Regions from separate parts of the Mus musculus genome. Here regions 2, 3, 4 and 5 are each linked to region 1. The links are chromatin contacts, called in public HiCAR-type, HiChIP or PLAC-seq and promoter capture Hi-C maps. All regions are on one chromosome and are shown on one strand. The core of a region is the stretch at or near the end of the contact, and the rest is flanking DNA. Distances in the headings are between cores, read along the strand shown. Region 1 holds the start of AW495222 (expressed sequence AW495222). Region 2 holds the start of Fam151b (family with sequence similarity 151, member B). Region 3 holds the start of Zfyve16 (zinc finger, FYVE domain containing 16). Region 4 holds the start of Serinc5 (serine incorporator 5). Region 5 holds the start of Ankrd34b (ankyrin repeat domain 34B).

The links. Promoter capture Hi-C pulls out the DNA fragments that hold promoters and counts their contacts. HiCAR-type assays count read pairs that join an accessible place to other places. HiChIP or PLAC-seq counts read pairs in DNA pulled down with a chosen protein or histone mark.
Region 2: a contact with region 1 is called in a HiCAR-type map of astrocytes, with 2.6 times the contacts expected there. The contact joins the promoter of Fam151b here to the promoter of AW495222 in region 1. A contact is called at or near these places in 1 of 39 promoter capture datasets (hippocampal neurons) and 1 of 115 datasets of contacts at active chromatin or transcription factors (astrocytes).
Region 3: a HiCAR-type map of astrocytes shows a contact between it and region 1, with 3 times the contacts expected there. The contact joins the promoter of Zfyve16 here to the promoter of AW495222 in region 1. A contact is called at or near these places in 3 of 39 promoter capture datasets (the C10 cell line, hippocampal neurons and pre-B cells) and 1 of 115 datasets of contacts at active chromatin or transcription factors (astrocytes).
Region 4: an H3K4me3 HiChIP or PLAC-seq map of embryonic forebrain shows a contact between it and region 1, with 7 times the contacts expected there. The contact joins the promoter of Serinc5 here to the promoter of AW495222 in region 1. A contact is called at or near these places in 1 of 39 promoter capture datasets (hippocampal neurons) and 2 of 115 datasets of contacts at active chromatin or transcription factors (astrocytes and embryonic forebrain).
Region 5: a contact with region 1 is called in a promoter capture Hi-C map of hippocampal neurons, with 2.4 times the contacts expected there. The contact joins the promoter of Ankrd34b here to the promoter of AW495222 in region 1. A contact is called at or near these places in 2 of 39 promoter capture datasets (hippocampal neurons and pre-B cells).

What each region holds. Positions count from the first base shown.
Region 1 is chr13:93,717,051-93,720,534 of GRCm38.p6, reverse strand. AW495222 (expressed sequence AW495222) reads left to right here and starts at 1,360. Exons shown (of 3, transcript NR_045086.2): 1 at 1,360-1,651. It overlaps Dmgdh (dimethylglycine dehydrogenase precursor), which reads right to left. Exons shown (of 16, transcript NM_028772.3): 13 at 2,823-2,980.
Region 2 is chr13:92,482,170-92,485,823 of GRCm38.p6, reverse strand. It overlaps Fam151b (family with sequence similarity 151, member B), which reads left to right and starts at 1,793. Exons shown (of 6, transcript NM_001163627.1): 1 at 1,793-1,896. The coding sequence starts at 1,872. It overlaps Gm52060 (a long non-coding RNA gene), which reads right to left and starts at 1,751. Exons shown (of 3, transcript XR_003950692.1): 1 at 1,688-1,751; 2 at 805-879.
Region 3 is chr13:92,529,369-92,532,964 of GRCm38.p6, reverse strand. Zfyve16 (zinc finger, FYVE domain containing 16) reads left to right here and starts at 2,155. Exons shown (of 18, transcript NM_173392.4): 1 at 2,155-2,266.
Region 4 is chr13:92,609,625-92,613,306 of GRCm38.p6, reverse strand. It overlaps Serinc5 (serine incorporator 5), which reads right to left and starts at 2,169. Exons shown (of 12, transcript NM_172588.2): 1 at 2,020-2,169. The coding sequence starts at 2,046.
Region 5 is chr13:92,423,633-92,427,363 of GRCm38.p6, reverse strand. It overlaps Ankrd34b (ankyrin repeat domain 34B), which reads right to left and starts at 1,395. Exons shown (of 5, transcript NM_175455.4): 1 at 1,163-1,395; 2 at 144-288.

The DNA of each region.
Region 1 (3,484 bases), core at 111-2,610:
CCCAGGTGAGCCTGCTAATTTGGTTCACTGAAGAACTGCGCTGTCCTTAAAAGGACTTCAGAGAGATCTGCCTGCCTCTTCCTCCAGGTAGGGGATTAAAGGAGTTCACCACCACTCCCAGCAAGTACAGGGCGAGGGGAGATGAAGAGATTACTAAAACAGAAACAAACCCATTACCTTCACTCAGCAAATACTGGCAAACACTGGCTCCCACCTTGAGCTGATGCATAACAATGATAGAAACAGAGACATCACTTTCTTATATTAGTCTCCCCAGAATTAAGGACACTGGATGGTTTTTGAGTAAAGATTCTTTAAAAGACCAATTATGGACTAGTCTCTGAAGCAGTATTTTCCATTCAAATGAAGCCTTTGGCAAATGCTGTTATTTTTAAATATGGCAAACACAGAGACTGAACATTGGGTTGGTTTCCACTGCTCTTTTATTTTAAAGGTGTTAATGAATTTATCTGTTTTCATTGCGTGTACATGTATGTGTTCATGTCTGCGTGTGGGTGTGTGCAGGTGTGCTCTCCCAGAACTGAAGTAACGGGGCTGCCCATCGAGGATGCTGGGAACTGACCTCTGCTTCTCTGCAGGAGAAGCACACACAGTGCTCTTAACCACTGAGCCATCTCTCTGGCCTCCGATCTTTTACCTTAATAAATATTTGAAGGCTAGTACATGGTGTTTCACAAACAAGAATCTCATGTATGTTATGTAATAATTTTAATTACATAATTGTGTTTTTAAAAAAGTAACAAGTAACTTTGCTTAGCTTGCATTTAGCCATGAATGGGGGTAAAGAGGGGAAAGCAGGTGACAGAACACTGGCTTTTGCAGAGTTCTAGAAAGAAAACGGGAAGGGAGGATTAAAGCTCAGAACTAGCTGACTCGAGATAGGATGCATCAATTCAGGGGAAATCCAATATTTAGTTCTAAACCTGAATGAAGTTAGGGGGTTTTTATCACTGTTTTGTTTTTAAGGGGTTTTTGAAGATTCTAATTTATACGATGAGAACTGAGGGGAAATGAAAGAGATGAACTCAGGAGGAACTGCTAAATGTATAGAAATGGGAACAGAATACCTCGATGTACTCAGTTAAGTGTTAATGAGCAGAGGACCTTTCTGGAAGTCGGGTTTTTTGTTGTTCATTTCTTTATGGGAATGAGAACTGCCTGCTCTAACCTCCCAAAGAGTCGACATAAACTAGATAAACGTAAGACTACTTTACACCACATAAAAGTGTTCTCATATTTCCTAAATTAGTTTGAGTTACTCTGAAATTATTTTTCAGTCTGCCAAAATTAGAGATTTTTTTTTTCAGGGAAACAGAGCGACTTCGCCGATGTTTCTGCACTAGAGGGCGCTCTGGCACTGTTGGGAAAGAGGACCCTAAAATGGAGCCCAGGGAGAGGAAGCAGAAGGAAAAACAAAAAAACCAAAAACATCAGAAAAATTGAGGCTAGAATACAGCGATGTTTAACTCTCAAGGGGTGGCTTCTCTGTCCTTTTTCCTGAGCATGGGGACAAATTTGTTTTGTTTTCTGAGGGCAGCTGGCCTTGCCTGAGTCCTGGCTGTAAACTTGAGTTCGCTGCAGCAGGCAGGACCGGCTTCCTGCAAGCTTGCATCAATGAGAAGGCCCAAGGGTAAGTACCTGAGCTCTCAGGTTAACCTAGAAATTAACTGTATAGTGTGTTTGTTCGGCTCATTACTAACCATCTCTACGTCTGCGCTGATTCTTTAGGATAAATACTCCATTTTATAAGAGAGCAGGCCAGCCAGCCAAGAGTTAAGTAAAGGATAGATTTAAACCCCAGAGTCCCCACTCGGAAGCTCATGTTTACAATGGCCCCTAAAACGTCAGTTCTCTGTAAAAGTTAGGGTTTTGTTTCTCCCACAAGGTAAATAGGACCCTGGTCACAGGAATCTGGATGTTGGGGGCTCAATGAACCCAGTGAATGTATGCAAAATAAGAGTCGTGGTAAAGCTAAGTCATAGAACAAGGGCTTCTGGGAACGCGCATAGGGGCTTTATCTTGATGACAACAGTCAATGTGGGAAGACCCTTCATAATTGTGGACACCACATTCCCTGGGCAGGGGATCCTGGGTAAAGTGCAGGAAGCCAGTTAGCAGCTGTCCAGGGGCTTGCAATCATTTTAGACTATGGATGTGACATGACCAGTTCTCTCAAGCCACTGTCACTGTGACTTCCCCACTCTGAAGGACTGTAACCTGGACCTGTGAACTGAAAGAAACCCTTTCTCCCTGAATTCGCTTCTGTCAGGGTATTTTTTTCCCCCACAGAAACAGGAAGGAAACTAAGACAGAAGCAAAGCAGAATCAATGCATATAAAAATGTTGTGTAAGTGGTTAACAATTGTACACAGAGAAGCTCTTGATTCCCACTGGTGGGGAAGACTAGACCCACACACACGGGACCACTGTCCCTGTCCCTCAAAAGAAAAGGACATTAGTTCGCCTAAGGATGATTGTGAGAGGGAAATGAAACGTAACAGAGGGAAAGCAAGGATGTGAGAGGTGATACTCAGATCCTCTGGCGTGTGCCTGCCAGAAAATGTCTGGGGTTCACCACTAAGCAGGGGGAATTAAGGCAGAATAAACGTTACCCCCAAACCCAGTCAGTGCTCATCTGGAAAGCAGAGAGGCAGGGGAGTTCTTTCCCTACTCAAAGTCATTTAATGGCATTTGATTTCTCTTCTAGCTGGAACTGATAGTAGTAATGCTATGAAAACTAGTCTCCCAACATTAGATACAGTAAGGTAAGCATCCGTTAGTGAGGATGCTAGCATGCAAACCTCGGAGCCCCAGGCTCGGAAAGCCTTCTCCAGTCTCAAAGCGTTCAGGGCGTAAGTTCCAAAGTCGCCGATGCCCTCCTCCTGGCCGGCACTCATGATGCGCTCATAAAGCGTCGCAGAATCTTCTCGTCTGTGGTACAGCTCCCAGCCCAGCTCACCTGAAATGCACAGGCAGGGCCCACACAGGCATGAGAGTGGTGCTGGCAGGGCCTGCGCTCACATCCATTAACTAACACGTGTAGGAGAAAACCCCACCAGCACAAAGCAACCTTTGGTGGTCTTTAAAAGAACAGCTCACAAGGAGCAGTCAGTTCAGTGACCATTTGTGTGTAAGCCTGACTCCTGCACAGAGAGACTCCTGCACAGAGAGCAGTCAGATTCACTTTTTAGCCCGGACCCTGGCCCCATACGAGCCTCCAAAGTTTCCAGGGCAACGGTAGTAAACAACTAACACATGTTTTCACAGGGTTCGTCTGGGTATGGGAGGGCATCTGTGATCCCGACACTCAGAAAGCTGAGAGAGGTTTGTGAGCCCAGGGCCAGCCTTGGCTACTGAGACACTGTTTAAAAATAAAACACAACAAAATAACAACTTTAAAGAGGGTGAGGAGCAAGTTCAGACAGTACTTATCATGTGGGTAAGCACGAAGATCCAAGTTTGC
Region 2 (3,654 bases), core at 544-3,043, 1.2 Mb after region 1:
GAAACATGAAAATTTAGCGTGTTAATTTTTTGTTCCTTTCTGCAATTAAGATGCTTTTTACCAATGGCTGAGTAAAAAATGTCCAGACAGAAGCAGTAGGACCTTTATAATCCTAAATGCTGTGCAGATCCCACCTGCACGGATCTACCCTGTTCTTCCACCACATATCTTCAACAGGTAGTCATCTTTATCGTGTGTGCCATCCCATGAATTGGAGGTAGTAGCAGCAGTGATCTTATTCCTCTCTGTTTCTTAAAGTGCACAAGACATTGGAATTGCTGTAATTATTGTGCTGTGTGAGAGAACACTTGAATCTGTTTCTCCCACCTGAAATGTGTCCTGACATCTTACATCGCCCCACTATCTCCCTTTCCTCTGCCAACTCTGCCCTTCAGCACCAGCAACCACCATCATCAGTTTTTGTCCAGGTCAGCATTCTTAGGTCAGTGATAGAAGTGAAATCATGCAGCCTTGGTCTTCCTGGGCCTGTCCTCCTTCACCCAACATCTGACAGTTCATCCTTGTTGCAAATAACAGGGTCTCCTATATGAACCCTGAACTTCATGATGGGCCTTGCTACATTTTATCTATTCATCTACTGGTGGATCTTAGGTTGGTTTTGTGTCTTGCTTTTAGGAGTTAACATTGCAGTGAGCACAGGGCACAGCTGCCTACCTGACAGTGATTTCCTTTACATACGCAACGACTCATAGTTTTTAACTTTTCCAGGGTCATCCACACCGTGTTCATAGTGACATTTCTTACTTACAGTGTAGCATTGTGTAGTCATACTATATTAATTACCTGGGTTATGGAGTGTAAGTAGGTTCCATTGCTTCTGTCTGAACGTTTTTTACTCCGCGATTGGTAAAAAGCATCCTAATTGCAGAAAGGAACAAAAATCCATTAGAAATCTTGCCTGTATTCGTAGGAGTACTTTGATAATAGCAATTTCATTACTAACAAGGCTGGTGGTTAGAACTTCCAGGGTGAGGGTGTTGGAATGTTGAAGCTCTAGCAGCATCTTCTTGTGCTGTGTTTAGCTCCCTTAATTGCATTGCTTACTTGACCTCATGTCCTTGTGACTAGGTGAAACTTTTGGAATGTGTTAACACAGTACCAGCCTGAAACCCAAGAACCGTCGGATAGGAACGGAAACGTGCACTCAGTTTGCTGTAAACTGCATGCCTGATGTTTCCACAAAAGTATTTGAAATTTTCCAGGATATATAACTTTCTTAAACAGCGAAAAACACTACTAAACTATGCAATATGTCTGGGGCAACTGGTTTCGTGTTCTAGAACGATTATCACTCATACTTGGTTCAGGAATAAACTCTTGAGGTGAGAGGTGTGTGGTTTATGCTGTTTGTAAAGAAGTAAGTTTAAATGTGAAGATACAGGTAGAAAACCAAAGACCATAAAGCAATGGGGCTATATTTTCTGGCTGAGCTGGAGGAAATCCAGAGACTTTGGAGACCCGGTTGAGGCCAAAATTGCCACTCAAGTCAGAGTGACTTAAAAATTTTACTCTCTGAAGGGTTGGGCGAGAACCACTTCCGTTTGTGCTGTCAGGTAATGTATTCTAGCTTTGCAGCCCGCTGTACCCTAGAATGAGTAGCTCCACACCAGAACTGGACCACTGCACTATGGGAAATGTGCCCCGCAATCCTCTCCCCGCGACCCACCTCCTCTCTTCCCACTATCCCCGCTTCTCTCCCTGCCCCAAGCCTAGCAGTTCCAGTGCGCATGCGCACCTTTTACATCACTGGCGCAGAGGTTCCGGTCAGGTCATCTGGCTTCCGCCAGGAAGACAACCAGGAGACTGCCAACCTTGTGCACCTGCGCAGATCGCTGCGTCTGTCTGTCACCATGGCAGCATGTGCAGGGGGCCCGGGTAAGTGTGGAGGGTTCAGCGGGCAGGGTACCGCCTACTCTTTTTCCTGTTTTGTTATTGAGTTGTAAATGCCAGTGTCTGCGGGGTGTTCAAGTGGTGGCTGATTTAACTGAGGCCGAAGAGTATCTCCGTGTGACAAAGGTAGAAACAATTTAGGGTAAATCGATTGTTTAGATACAAAAGGAAAATTCATTTTTGATATTAAAAGTTCAAAATGGTTCAGTAAGGTCTCTAGTCCTTCCCAATCATTAGCCCATTTCCCCCTCAAATTTCTGCTACACATTCGTGGGTGGATCCTTCCAAAAAGGTCTTACATACATACCACATTATCTTTTTTTTTTAACCTTTCACTTTTTGTTTGTTTGTTTTGTTTTATTTGTATGAGTACACTGCAGCTGTCTTGAGACACGCCACAAGAGGGCATCGGATTCCATTACAGATGGTTGAGAGCCACCATGTGGTTGCTGGGGAAGTGACCTCAGGACCCCTGGAAGAGCAGTCAGTGCCCTTAACTGCTAGGCCATCTCTTCAGCCCTCTACCTTCTTTATTTTATTTTTTTTTAAGATTTTTCATTTATTAAATGTAAGTACACTGTAGCTGTCTTCAGACACCCCAGAAGAGAGCATCAGATTTCATTACGAATGGTTGTGAGCCACCATGTGGTTGCTGGGATTTGAACTCAGGACCTTCAAATTTGAAGAGCAGTTGGTGCTCTTAACCTCTGAGCCATCTCTCCGTCTCTGCTTTTTAACACACACATAAACATTAAATATTTCTTTATTTTGCATAAAACCTTTGAAGATTTTAAACAATGTATTTTGATCAATTTATCTTTCCCTCTCCCCCAGATCTTACCAAACCTCTCTTCAACTTCACACTCTTTTTATTTGTTCTTATATTTATCAAACGTCAAAGAAGGAATAGAGTGGACTCTCTCAAGGTTGGGGGCCTCCCTCTGGTTTTGTACTGTGAATTTTAAGAAAGTTTCTGTAAATGTTTATGGTGCATATTTATTGGGTAAGGTGAGACTTTTCCCCTCCCAACCCATAGTAGATCAATTCAATATCAATTTCTTAGGTATTTCTTCCCACGAGGCCCACAAAAGAGGGAGAGGTAGGTGTCAAAATCACATTGGCAGGGCTGGAGAAAGAGCTCATTTGCAAAGCTTCTTGCCTTGCAGGCATGAGGACAAGAGTTCCATCCACACAGCCTGTGTGAAAACCAGGGACCCTGGTACAGGAGGGCACTGGGGGGGATGGGAACAGATGGATCCATGGAAGGAGATAGCACACCACTCAGAGTTGTCTTCTTGGTAAGCTCCAGGTTAGCAAGCCTCCCTCTCTCAAAACACAAGAATGACATCTGTGACTGTCCTCTGGTCTCCTCATGCACATGCTCACACAGCCATACCACACTGTAATACAATGGCACTGGCTCTTTGGAAGATGCGCGCCCTTCCTTAGTGAACAAGTGTAGAGAAAAGCGCTGGTGCTTTAGATGTTTCTTATGCAAAGGAAACAACATAACTGTGGCTTAAGGACATCTAACACGCAAGGGGGCATTCTGACAGGAGACACCGCCCCACCCTGCAGCTGTTTTCAATTCCCTCGTCTGAATCAAATCTCAAAGGCCTAAGAGCACTGTGCTAACAGGGATGCTCTTCTCCAGGAGGTGTGGATGACAGTGTTCTTGCCTTTCTGGCCCCTTGGCTCACAGGGTCTCTTCCTGCACCTTTCAAGTCAGAAATAATTGATTGA
Region 3 (3,596 bases), core at 906-3,405, 1.2 Mb after region 1:
TCTGAAAGAGCTACTACGTGATGAGCCACCTCTCCAGCCCCAGAAAGTCCATTTTAAAATATGCCTGAAGGCTATTGATATGCCACAGTCATAGAGCACTGGTATACTGTCTTAGTTATGGCTTTGTTGCTGTGAAAGACACCATGACCACGGCAACTCTTATAGAGACAACATTTAATTGGGGCTGGCTTACAGGTTCAGAGATTCAGTCCATTAACATTAAGGCAGGGACATGGCAGCATCTAGGCAGAAGTGATGCAGGCGGAGCTGAGAGTTCTACATCTTCATCTGAAGGCTGCTAGTGGAAGACTGACTTCTAGGCAGCTAGATTGAGGATGTTAAATGCCCACACTCACATTGACACACCTACTCCAGCAAGGCCACACCTACTCCAATAGGGCCAAACTTTCTAATCGTGCCACTCCCTGAGCTGAGCATACACAAACCATAAAACATACCAACATGAATAGAATCCAACAATTCATGAAAAGGACTGAGCCAATAGGATCATCAGTGATTCAATTGTGCTATGTGGATATCTCAGGTTACACATTATTCGTATCATACTCTTACTAAGAGAGTGTCTAGCTTTCAGTAACAAAGCTAATGAGTGGCAGAACTAGAATTCAAATTCAGGTAGTGAAAAAAGAAGGAGGAAATAGGGGACTGGATTCATAGTTTCAATATCAAGAACATACTTCAAGAATAGGAGTGAGGCAAGAAAGACAGACAGACTGCTCTCCCTCTCAGGTCCCCATTGGTTTCTGTCTTTCCTTCTGGAAGTTCTGTCTTTACCTTGCTTCTCCTTACAGGTGTTCCTGGGGAGGGAATTTGGGCTACTGTACCTGGCTACTAAGCAGGTTCTTTCAAAAGTCCTACTTTATATGTGAATTTGTGTTAACTTATATCCACACCAGGATATGAGAGTATCCACACTATTCTCACCAATGAATTCATCTATAAATTAAGCAAATTGGTAAAACAGATTTATGGAGAATACACTGTTTCTGCTATATTAAGTTTGAACATCAATAAAATGTGGTAGACATGCTATTTTGTGAACTGATTTGCATATACTTTAAAATGTTGTTTTGTTCATTTAAAATAACTCTTATTTGTCCTTACATTGTACTATATACTTTTGCCCCTAATTTGTATGCACAAGCCACTGCTTCTGAATTGAGGTTCCAAAAAGACGACGGCCCCATTTTATCTGTGACAGTGTCCAACGTATAAAAGTGAAAATACACACTGTACTTTGTAGAATTATTCTTATATTTTTGGTTGTGAGACTAGCCTTTAACGGCTGAGCCATCTCTCCAGCCCTTGTGGAATTATTCTTAAGATTAATTAGCTAATGTAAGCGAAGCATCTCTTTTGCATTGTCTGTCAAAGAACAGGCCAGTCACCTTACACAACCAAAAGTTTTGCTCTTGGCAAAAATCAGAGTTTAGAAGGGGAACCAGAAGTAGAGATGCAGAATCTCTGAAAGATAAACTACAGTTGCCAATTACTGAATTGAGGACCTGAGCTCTGACTGTGAAGTCTCTTGAGTACAAATCACAGCAGCGATAACGCTTGTAATCTCTCGAAAGCCTAGGCGAGCCAGCAGTCCCCAAGCTGGTCCGGATACTAATTTTCTCTTCGCTCTCTTTGAATTTTAGAAAACTCGTGGTGAAAATGCGAAGGCCGAAGCAGAGAGCGCGCGCGAGGCATCGGGCATCTCCTTCCGAGAGGGTAGCTGGCTTCTGGTTTTAGACAGCAGCCGCTCTGGAGGCTACAGAGGGTTGGAAATGCAGAAGTACAGCCAGAAGTGCAGGGCGGCGTCGGCCAATCCGCTCACCCAAGGACCGGCATTTAGGAGCTGCCCGGAGGTGAGATACAGTGTCGGCCGCTGGATTTGGCTGGTGCAAACCGGAGTGCCGGGTCAGCTGAGCTGTGGCACTAGTCACCTCCTGAGGCCAGCAGAAGAGCGTCCTTGGAACAGCGTCCGAGCGCAGGATCCCAACGGAGTCGCCTGGCCACTTCCGGCGCGCCCGCGTGGACTGGCTCGGACCCGAGCAGCGCGCATGCGCATAGATCAAGCCTCCCGGAGGGGGCGTGGCAGCGGGAAGCATTCTCTGCGCCTGCGCCCTTCTCTGCTAGGTCGGCTGGGGACGAGCTCTAGGCTGGCGTCGCGCTGTCCTGGGTGTCGTGGCCGGGTTACTCTTCACGCCTCACTGCGGCGTCGCGTCGAGTCCCCGAGAGCTCGGCGGGGTGTGGGGAGGTAAGAGCCTCGGAGCCGCCACCGGCCTCTCCTCAGCGTACTGCGGGCGGAGGGGCGGGGCGGCCTCGGACTCGCTAGGCTGCGACGGCCCGGCCTCGCCTTCCTCCGGGACCCGCCTGCCACCCTGGGCTCTGTGCGGCCGAGATACCCGACCCCATCGCGGGCTGGGCTGGGCCGGGTCGGGCCGCACTGGATCCCGCGAGTCCCCGCGGCGCCTGTTGTCGCCGCCTCCTCCGTTTCACTGATGCCTCAGTGTTCGCTCGCTGTCTTTGGTGCCTCTGAAGAGATGACCTTAACTTTTAACAGTTAACCTGTTTGTGCGACCGTGATTGCAATTTGTTACATTCCAGACTCATGTTCTTGGTTAGCCATGTCAGAAAACCAGCCCGTAAATTTAAATATTAACTTCATCTTTTAATTCAAAGAATAAGTTGGTGATGTCATCCGGTTCCGTCACTTACTCGGCTGAGTTTGGCATTTCTCGAGTTGGCAAAAGTTTAGTGGTTTGATCGTGTCTGTCCGATTTTTCACATAACTTCTTTTTTCCCCCTTCTCTTTGATATTAAACTACACATTTAGTGGCAAGCTATTTAAAAATTAGAGGAGGGAATTAGGAATGAGCTAGTCACCATTCCACCGTGCAAAAGTAACCAGCCGCTTACCATTTTGACATTTTTCTTTGTCCTTTTTTTTTTTTTTTTTTTTTTTTTTTGGCCCCTGTTGCATTTTAAACTTAAAATGATAAGAGTGTTGCTCACCTTTCCCATGTTTTTAAAAGCTGTACACATATACCCATTACATTTTTTTACTATACACATAATAATATGAGCAAAAACAATCTTTTGAAGTAGCTACCTTACAAATAAAACTAATTTTTTTGTCCCCAGTCATAATGCCAATTACACATAGTATCCTATATGGTTGAAGATAATGACAATTGAAAAATATTCAAGAAAATGTAATTGTTAATGCAGAATATTTACCATTTTGAAAATTAAAACTCTGGAAATTCTTTTTTTTCTTCACATATTCACTTAAAAATAGTCATACAATGAAGCAAATACTTTATTATATTAAAAAATCTTGGTTGTTTTTAAATTCTAATTCTAATGTACATTGAACATTTTCTTCATGATCATATTACTGTCTTTCACAATTTTATACCCCTTACAGTCTAGTGTCCAACTGCCTTCTAATATATTTTTATTATTTTTATATTGTTAGAATATTTTATATCATTTTTAAGGAAAATAATAAAATTATCTCCTTTTCTCTTTTTAAGTAAAATGTAGAGAGACATAATTTAGCTTTGAAAGGCTTACATAATCCC
Region 4 (3,682 bases), core at 920-3,419, 1.1 Mb after region 1:
ATCTGGCCCGGCAAGTTCTCTCACCTACTCTAAGTCTGGCCTCTGTACTCTCTCCATTAAATCTCCATTCTAGAGGCATTTTCTCAGACAAGCGTCTCACCCAACCTTCCCAAGGCTGTTTTACTACCCAGCCTTGTTCCGAGACTCCTGGAACTGGATCTATTGTTGTTTACACGCTTATGGGATGTCCTTACACTTGTGTACACACACAGATCATTGCCAGCAGAGATGTTTGGCTTCCTACAATATATCCTCCTCCTAGCATTTAGCAGGTGCTTGGAAAACAATATATGGATACAACTGAGAGACTCAGCTTCTGATGACAGTGTGAGGTTTGAGGGGTTCATTTTGTACTAGTGGCTGAATCCAGCTAAGTGCATGCTAGACAAGCATTCTAACATTTAGCTAAAGCTCACGCCCTCACATAGCGATATAAAACCATGGTGTGAGCGCTGCTCACTGCACTGAAACCTACCACAGTGAGACCTTCAGCAGCCCTGAGAAACAGAAGTTATGATTCTGTGGGGAATGGCCAGGACTTGGTTCTTTCCAAAGCCCTAAGAGGGGGATTTTAGAAACAAGTCATACATCCTGGCAAAATATCACTCATACCAATATTTTTTAAAACTCACTTAAGTACTAACAATAAATTCTCAGAACCTGAAGTCAAGCACCTGTCAGGAAAGATCTTCACGGGGCTTCCAAGAGAGAAGGGCTGATGGCCCCAAATACATGCAATTACTTACTATACAATGAAAAGGGTTGCATCAAATTGAAGAGTATCACAAAACAACCAGAAAAATGGACTTGGAGGTGCTGCTCAAAGAGCACTTGCCTAGAACTTACAGCACCAGCAAAGAGAGAGAGAGAGAGAGAGAGAGAGAGAGAGAGAGAGAGAATGAATATTTGCAATTTTCTGAAAACAATCTTTTCTGCCCCTCTTGGTCTAAAAAGCCTGAATGGGTCATATTCCTTCGTCCTTCCTTTCCAGACATTGAGGGGACGGGCATCATTTTACTCAAACCAAAAAGCCCCACTTTCCTCATTTCTGAAAAATGCCAGCTTGACATACAGGGCCACCTCTAAGAGGACAGGACTACTATAGGCCACTAAACCTGATGGGTCCAGAGACACAGCTTAACCCCCTACAGCACGTACAGCTGGCTCCCATTGTCCTGACGTTCAAAGTAAACAAGACCAGTCCTGCACCTGAATGCCCACCCACCGCGATCAGATTCGAGGTTTTGTTTTTGTTTTTTATAACCCCTTAAAACCTAACAAAAAGACAACATGGGAGAAAGACATCCAGATGGCTTTACCTAGTTCGCTGTTGTTTTTCTAACCCTGCAGGAAAAAAAAGGGAAATTAGCATTAAAGGGCTAAAACCTAATAATTCTCTCCAGTTAGGAGCCTCCTATGGCTTGGATATCGTGAATTTAACTGGCAAGATTACAAAACAGGTTCCAGCAAGATGAGTTGCAAAGAAGGGAGCGAAGGCTCGTGCCCAGTCAGGGTTGGGTAGGGTCCGGTCGGTAAACCCATAAAGCAGGGCTGAGCCTTCCCTGTGCCTAGACTTGTGTCCGGGAGTTTGCAAATCGGATATCCAGACGTTCTCGTGAATACAGAGCCCCATGTTCTAGACCTGGAGATGCCAAACGCGGCCGCCCTGCTCGGACTGACCAGTTGTGCTCGGAGTACAGAAACAGAGATCTTGTCCAACCCCACGTTTTTCCTGGATTTATCCCACAGGCAGTGCAGTGGCAGGAGAGCTACGGAACTCAGAGCCACTACTCGAGGCTTCGACCGGAGGTGACACGTCCTGGGAACCGATGGGATCCTCAGCTCCAGACCCGCTCGCCCTGCCAGCCCGGAATCCCGGAGGCCGAACACCGAGGTCGCTGGGGTTGCCTCTCGGGCTTCCCCGCGTCCCTTCCCGCCCACAGGGTTTCCAGAACTCGAGCTTGGCTCGCGTCGGTGTCCGCGATTCTGATAACCCGCGCGGCAGCCCGCCTCGCTCACCTGGCCAGCACAGCACCGGGCAGACATCACCGCGGCCGACGACCTCGCCTCGGGGACGCTGCCCGCTGGGCCCGTCACTCGGGCCCTCTCGGCTTGGTCCGCGAGCGCGCGACTGAAGAAGCTCGTCTTGCTTCCTATCCCCGAGCCCAGCAGCCCAGCTGAGAGCCCCGTACCCTGGCCCGAAAACAACCGCCGCCAAGCCCCGCCCCACAGGCTCCGCCCTAAGACCGCCCCGAGTGTAGGTTCCGCCCCATATCCTAGGCCCCGCCCCTTGAGCGGCCCGGCGGATGGCTATGGCCCCGCCCCTTTCCGGGCAGCACAGTGGGCTTCTTCCTCTCTGGCACTTCCGCCGGAGTTAGACCAAGGGAATGCAGTCTTTACAAGCTCTCGGGTTTTACTGACCCGCCGGGTTTCGCGGCGCTCCTCCGCCCCGGATCCAGTAAACTAGATCCGCTTGCCTTTGGTAGTTAAAACCGTAGCCCTAGAGGAAGACTCCCTCCCGAATGCCCTGCGCTGGTCCCTCCACGAGGGCGCCACTGGTATGGGACTGCGATCGCCTTACTCCTCAGGCATCTACCAGATCCACGTTCGGGAAACCCCTCTGTTCCCGCACCCCCTCAGATGCCAGGTCTCCCCAGGCGCCTAGCTGTTCCACCTGCTGTTCCCGCGGAACTCTGACCGAGAGTCGATCTGGGAACCTAGGTTGGGGTCCTAGTTGCCTCTCAGCTGACCCACGTTGAAAGGAGGATTCCAACATTTGCTTGTTGGATGCCAAGGGAGTGCCAAGTTTTGCTCTCTACCTGAATCTCTTCTCACGGTTACTTCAAATGTAAAACCATTTCTGTTAGTATGATTTTTACACCAATGCCTTTTTGGTTGGAAGAGTATTTCAGATAAACATTGCTGTACCCGTGTGAGGAAAGTGACAGCGGATAAGTAACTTGAATAGCTTGCCTAAAGCCTTGGGAAGTGAAAACGCCTAGCTGACAATCCTAGCCTAGCGTCTGATCCTCAGGCACAAAACCCAGGACTTGACCTTCCCTGGACAGAGCCTTTGCCTATAGTGTCTTGGGAACTTTAGGAGATAGAAACTAAAAAAAACTGTTTTTGATAATCCGTGCTTTAGTTATTACCAACGCTGAATCTTCTGGCGTCTTAGATCCAGGAGTTTAGAGTAACACACACAACCGAGCCCTACTTGGCGGTTAAGAAAAGTTATGAAGACAGTGGCTGTAACTAAAAATAAGAAGGTGTGGGAGGAGCAACCTGCTGGGTGGCAGCCTGTAACTCAGAGCCAGGACCTCCGCAGGGCTTCACAGCGAGCTCCATTGTTTGCTGCAGGGCGGTCACTAGACTTAGAACTTCAGCCCCTGGGGAAACCGGTCTGACACCAAGAGTTTGTCTTTGTGGGAACCGACCAAGAGGTGGGGGAGGGGGGTAAACTGTCCAAACCTTTGAGCTGGAACTTACCCACTCTTTTAGGAGACCCCTCACCCAGTGTCCCAGTGTCACTGGATTAGGATCAGAGACCTCGTAGTGGACTCCTGTTTTGCTTTTGTTTGTTTGCCAGCCCTATGCAAGCACTAGCTTGAGGGTTTCTGAGTACTGATGTCACTATCCTAGAGAGAGCATGCCTCTTAAAGACCTGGAGAGATAGGGCGTG
Region 5 (3,731 bases), core at 146-2,645, 1.3 Mb after region 1:
CTACAAAGCTAGGCTGGCTCCCATGAGCTCCTCCTGGGGCTAGGTTATGGGTGCCTAGATCCCATCTTCTCTTCAGAAGATTCCCTCCCTCAGCAGAGACAGAGACGGGGGAGGGGATGAGGATGGGGGTAGAAATTGCAAACCTGCTCCTCCAAAGTGTCTGGGAAGCGGCGAGGTACCAAGGTGGCTGGATTTCCAGACTGTTGAGTGTGCAGGCGGCGTGTCTCCAAGGTCCGTGCCTGGTTTCCTCAGATTTTCCCCAGTTCAGGAGAGAGCAAGTCCAAGGTGCTGTCGGAGAAGGGCAAAGGAAGGTGACTGGGGCGACAGCGCTGGGGCGCGGATGGGGGCGGGGTGCTCATTTCGTCGCCTCCACTCCAAGCCAGGGCAGGCAGCTGCCCAAGAAAAAGGCTTGTGCCGGGAGGCCCTGGGCAGTGGTCCCCGCGTAGCCTAGCACTCGGCCCTCGCTGGGGAGATGGCGTGCCAGAGAGCAGGCAGCACTGGTCCTCCGCCCGGGCTGGCGCCGTTCCTCAGCCCGCTCTCCGCTGAAGGGGTCTGGATGCCCGGTGCCAAGGATGTGCGCACCCGGGAGCCGCAGGGACCGGACTGCCTACCCGGCGACCCCGGTTCCTGCAGCCCGAGGTTGCAATCGGCTCCGCGGCCCCAGCCCGCGCTCCGTACCTCCGCTGCCCAGCGGCCACGGGCACCTGCGGCCACGCGCTCCTGCCGGACCCCGCGACCCGCGCGCTCCACTGGCCGAGTGCGCGCCGCTCCCGCCACGGGGCTCCCACCCCGCAGCCCTGGGCCCCGGGCCGCTCCTCCCGCGTCGCGAGGCCCGAAGGCGGCGGAATCCGCAGACCCGCGGGGTCCGAGCGCGAGCCGCCAACCGGAGCTGGGGACTTGCGGGAACCCGGAGGCGCGCGGCGGGGCGCGGGCGAGCCGGAGTCTCCCGGGAGGCCCCTGAAGCCCGCTGGCCCTCGGTGGCCCGTAGTGGTCCGCGGTAGCAGGGTCTCCGTCCCCACACTGGCAGCTGCGGTGTCAAATGTGCGGCAGGTGCCTGTTCGCGGGGCGCACCGCGGCCACACGGCCTCGCGACCCTCGGTGCCTCAGTCTCGCAGCTGTCACCGCATCCCAAAGTTTCCCCAAGTGCAGCGGGCGGACTGACCTGGGACGCGCTGTCGGCTCGGCAGTGGTCCTTCACCTTCCTGATCGGCTCCTGCTCGGACGCTCCGTCCGAGCTGGGTGACTGTCGACGATTCGGCGGCGACTGCGATCTCAGTCCCCTGTCCGTGTCACCGGGCCCCCGCCCCTGCCCTGCAGACACAGGCGGGCCACGAAGCGCTGGAGCGGGAGCGGCGAGGCGCGCACCTCGCCAGACGCGGGGCTGGCGCTTCCGCTGGGAGTGACGCGCCCGCGCTCCGCCGCGCTGCAGGTGGGGGCGGCGGGCCAGTCCGGGCCCCGGGGCCAGAAGATGCTCTCCGAGGCTCCGCCTCCGCTCCTAAGCCCCGCCCCGTCTCCACTCCAGGCCACTGAGCTTTGACAGCTGCGACTGGTGGGAGAGCGAATGGGCAGAGCCCAGGTAGCCCAAGAAAGATGACGCCCCTCCCCACTAGTCCCCGTGCCCTTGGTCCGGGTCTGCGTCCACGTTCCCTTCCATCCCATAGCCATCTCGTTGGTCTGAGATTCAGCCTTCACAGGTTCCTTCCCCCACTTCAGGTAAAGCCAGAGCCTCACTAAAGAACTGAACGTTTGTAGGAGCAACCGTTTTGTTTTTATTTTATGAATTTATAATTTCATTATACTCTAATTAAGGCTTAATGGAATAGCTAACAAAATTTCGCAAAATAAATTTGAGGTATTAAACTCCACAGAGACATGAAGAAAAAAGGAAATTATGTAAACGAGATAGTTTCAGCTTTTCATATGTATTGAAGGAGGTGAGAATTCAAGGCCAGCCTGGGCAACATACTTGCCTAAAATCAAGCTAGTCTGTAGTTTTTCCATCCCCAAAGGGGAAGATAATAGACCCTTTGGCAGACTTCCTCTGCTTAAATAAAATTCCTGTGAAATGGTTCCTTATAAACATTTGTCACATATTCTCAGGACATGTTGCACCAGAAGCAGGCTCTAAGAAGGTGGACTACCTGGGGTGGGTCACCCTTTGTTCACACACCTTTGGGGAGTCCCAGAAAGGAGAGAGCAAACTTTTATGAAGGCATGGGTCTTTTCTCCATCTCTTTTTAACAGTTTTATTAGTATATACACAGCATGCATATTAAAAGGTGTGGACCACAAGTCTAATGATTTGTGTACAAACTGAAGCCAACAACAGAACGTATTACCAGCAACCCCAAAGGTCCCCTTATGTCTGCACCCTGGGAGGACTGGTGGCTCTGCCAGCACAGAACGGTTTTGTTGCTTGTGTGTTTTCTAACATCATTGGGAATATGTCTCGCTGCCTGGGTCCCCCCCCCCCACACACACACACCCTCGTTGTTACACTTCAGACAATATGTTATGTATGACTGTGCTTTTCTCCTTCTTTTCGTTCATTGTGTCTGTGTGTCTCAATTTGTTTTGCTTCTGGGAGACATTTAGGGCTATTCTCAGGCTTGGGAAAGTCCACAGACACTGCTATGAACACAGCAGGTGACATCTCCTGCCCACCTATCTGTAGACACAGTTTTGTGGGGTACACCTGAGAGTGGAACTGTGACTCATGACATCAACATGTGTTCAGCCTCTGTGGATGTTACCAAACCTCAAAGTTTATCCAGTTTTCACCACTACTTTATAAGTTCTTTATTGATTGCTCTCACAAACGAATCTCATTGATAATTGACAATCACCACATTTAACACAGTGCAAATTTATTTACTTGATTATAGTTACGGAAGTCAGAAGTGCAAACAGCTTTAATGTTCCTGAATTCAGCAGAGTTGCAGGGCTGTGTTGATTCTGGAGGGTTCTTAGGAGAGCGTCTGTTTCCCCTGCTCCTGGCTTTCAGAGGCCCTTTGCGTTCCTTGACTAGTGGTCCCATCCTCCACAATCCTATTCAGATGTCTCTGTGTCTATCTGTTTGTCTCTGTCACTGTTTCTGTCTCTGTTTCTGTCTCTGTCTGTTTGTCTCTATCTCTGTCTCACTCTCTGTCTCTCTCTCTGTTTCTCTCTGTCTTTCTGTCTCTCTGTCTGTCTCTGTCTCTCTGTGTATCTCTCTCTGTTTCTGACTCTCTGTATCTTTCTTTTCCCCTAACTCCTCTGCTCTGGCTTGTTTTTTTTGTCTCCCTCCGCCCCTCAGCTTCCTTTCCACCCTCTGACCTCCCTGCCTTACTTCTCTGTATTTGCACTGGGCTTCCTTGGATAATCTGCCATCTCGAGATTCATAATTTAATCACACCTACAAAGTTCCTTTCCCCACATAGCATAACATATTCACAGGCTCCAGAAATGAGGCTGTGAACTTCTTTGGCAGGCTATCATCTGGCTTCCTCCACCCACCACTGAAGTACTGGAAGCTATTTGCTAGAGACAAGAGATGTCTGGGGGTGGGGGGGGGTGGGTGACGGGAGTAATGAAGCCTGAAGGATTTTCCTGTTGACCTGGTCCTTACCAGGTCAGGAGATGGGGCAATGCTGAGAAGTCATCCTTCCTGGTCCACTGTTCCTGGGAGCTTTCATAGAATGAGAGTCCAGGCTGCTTTGGGCTAGAAACACCTATGCTGAGCAAAAGGCTAG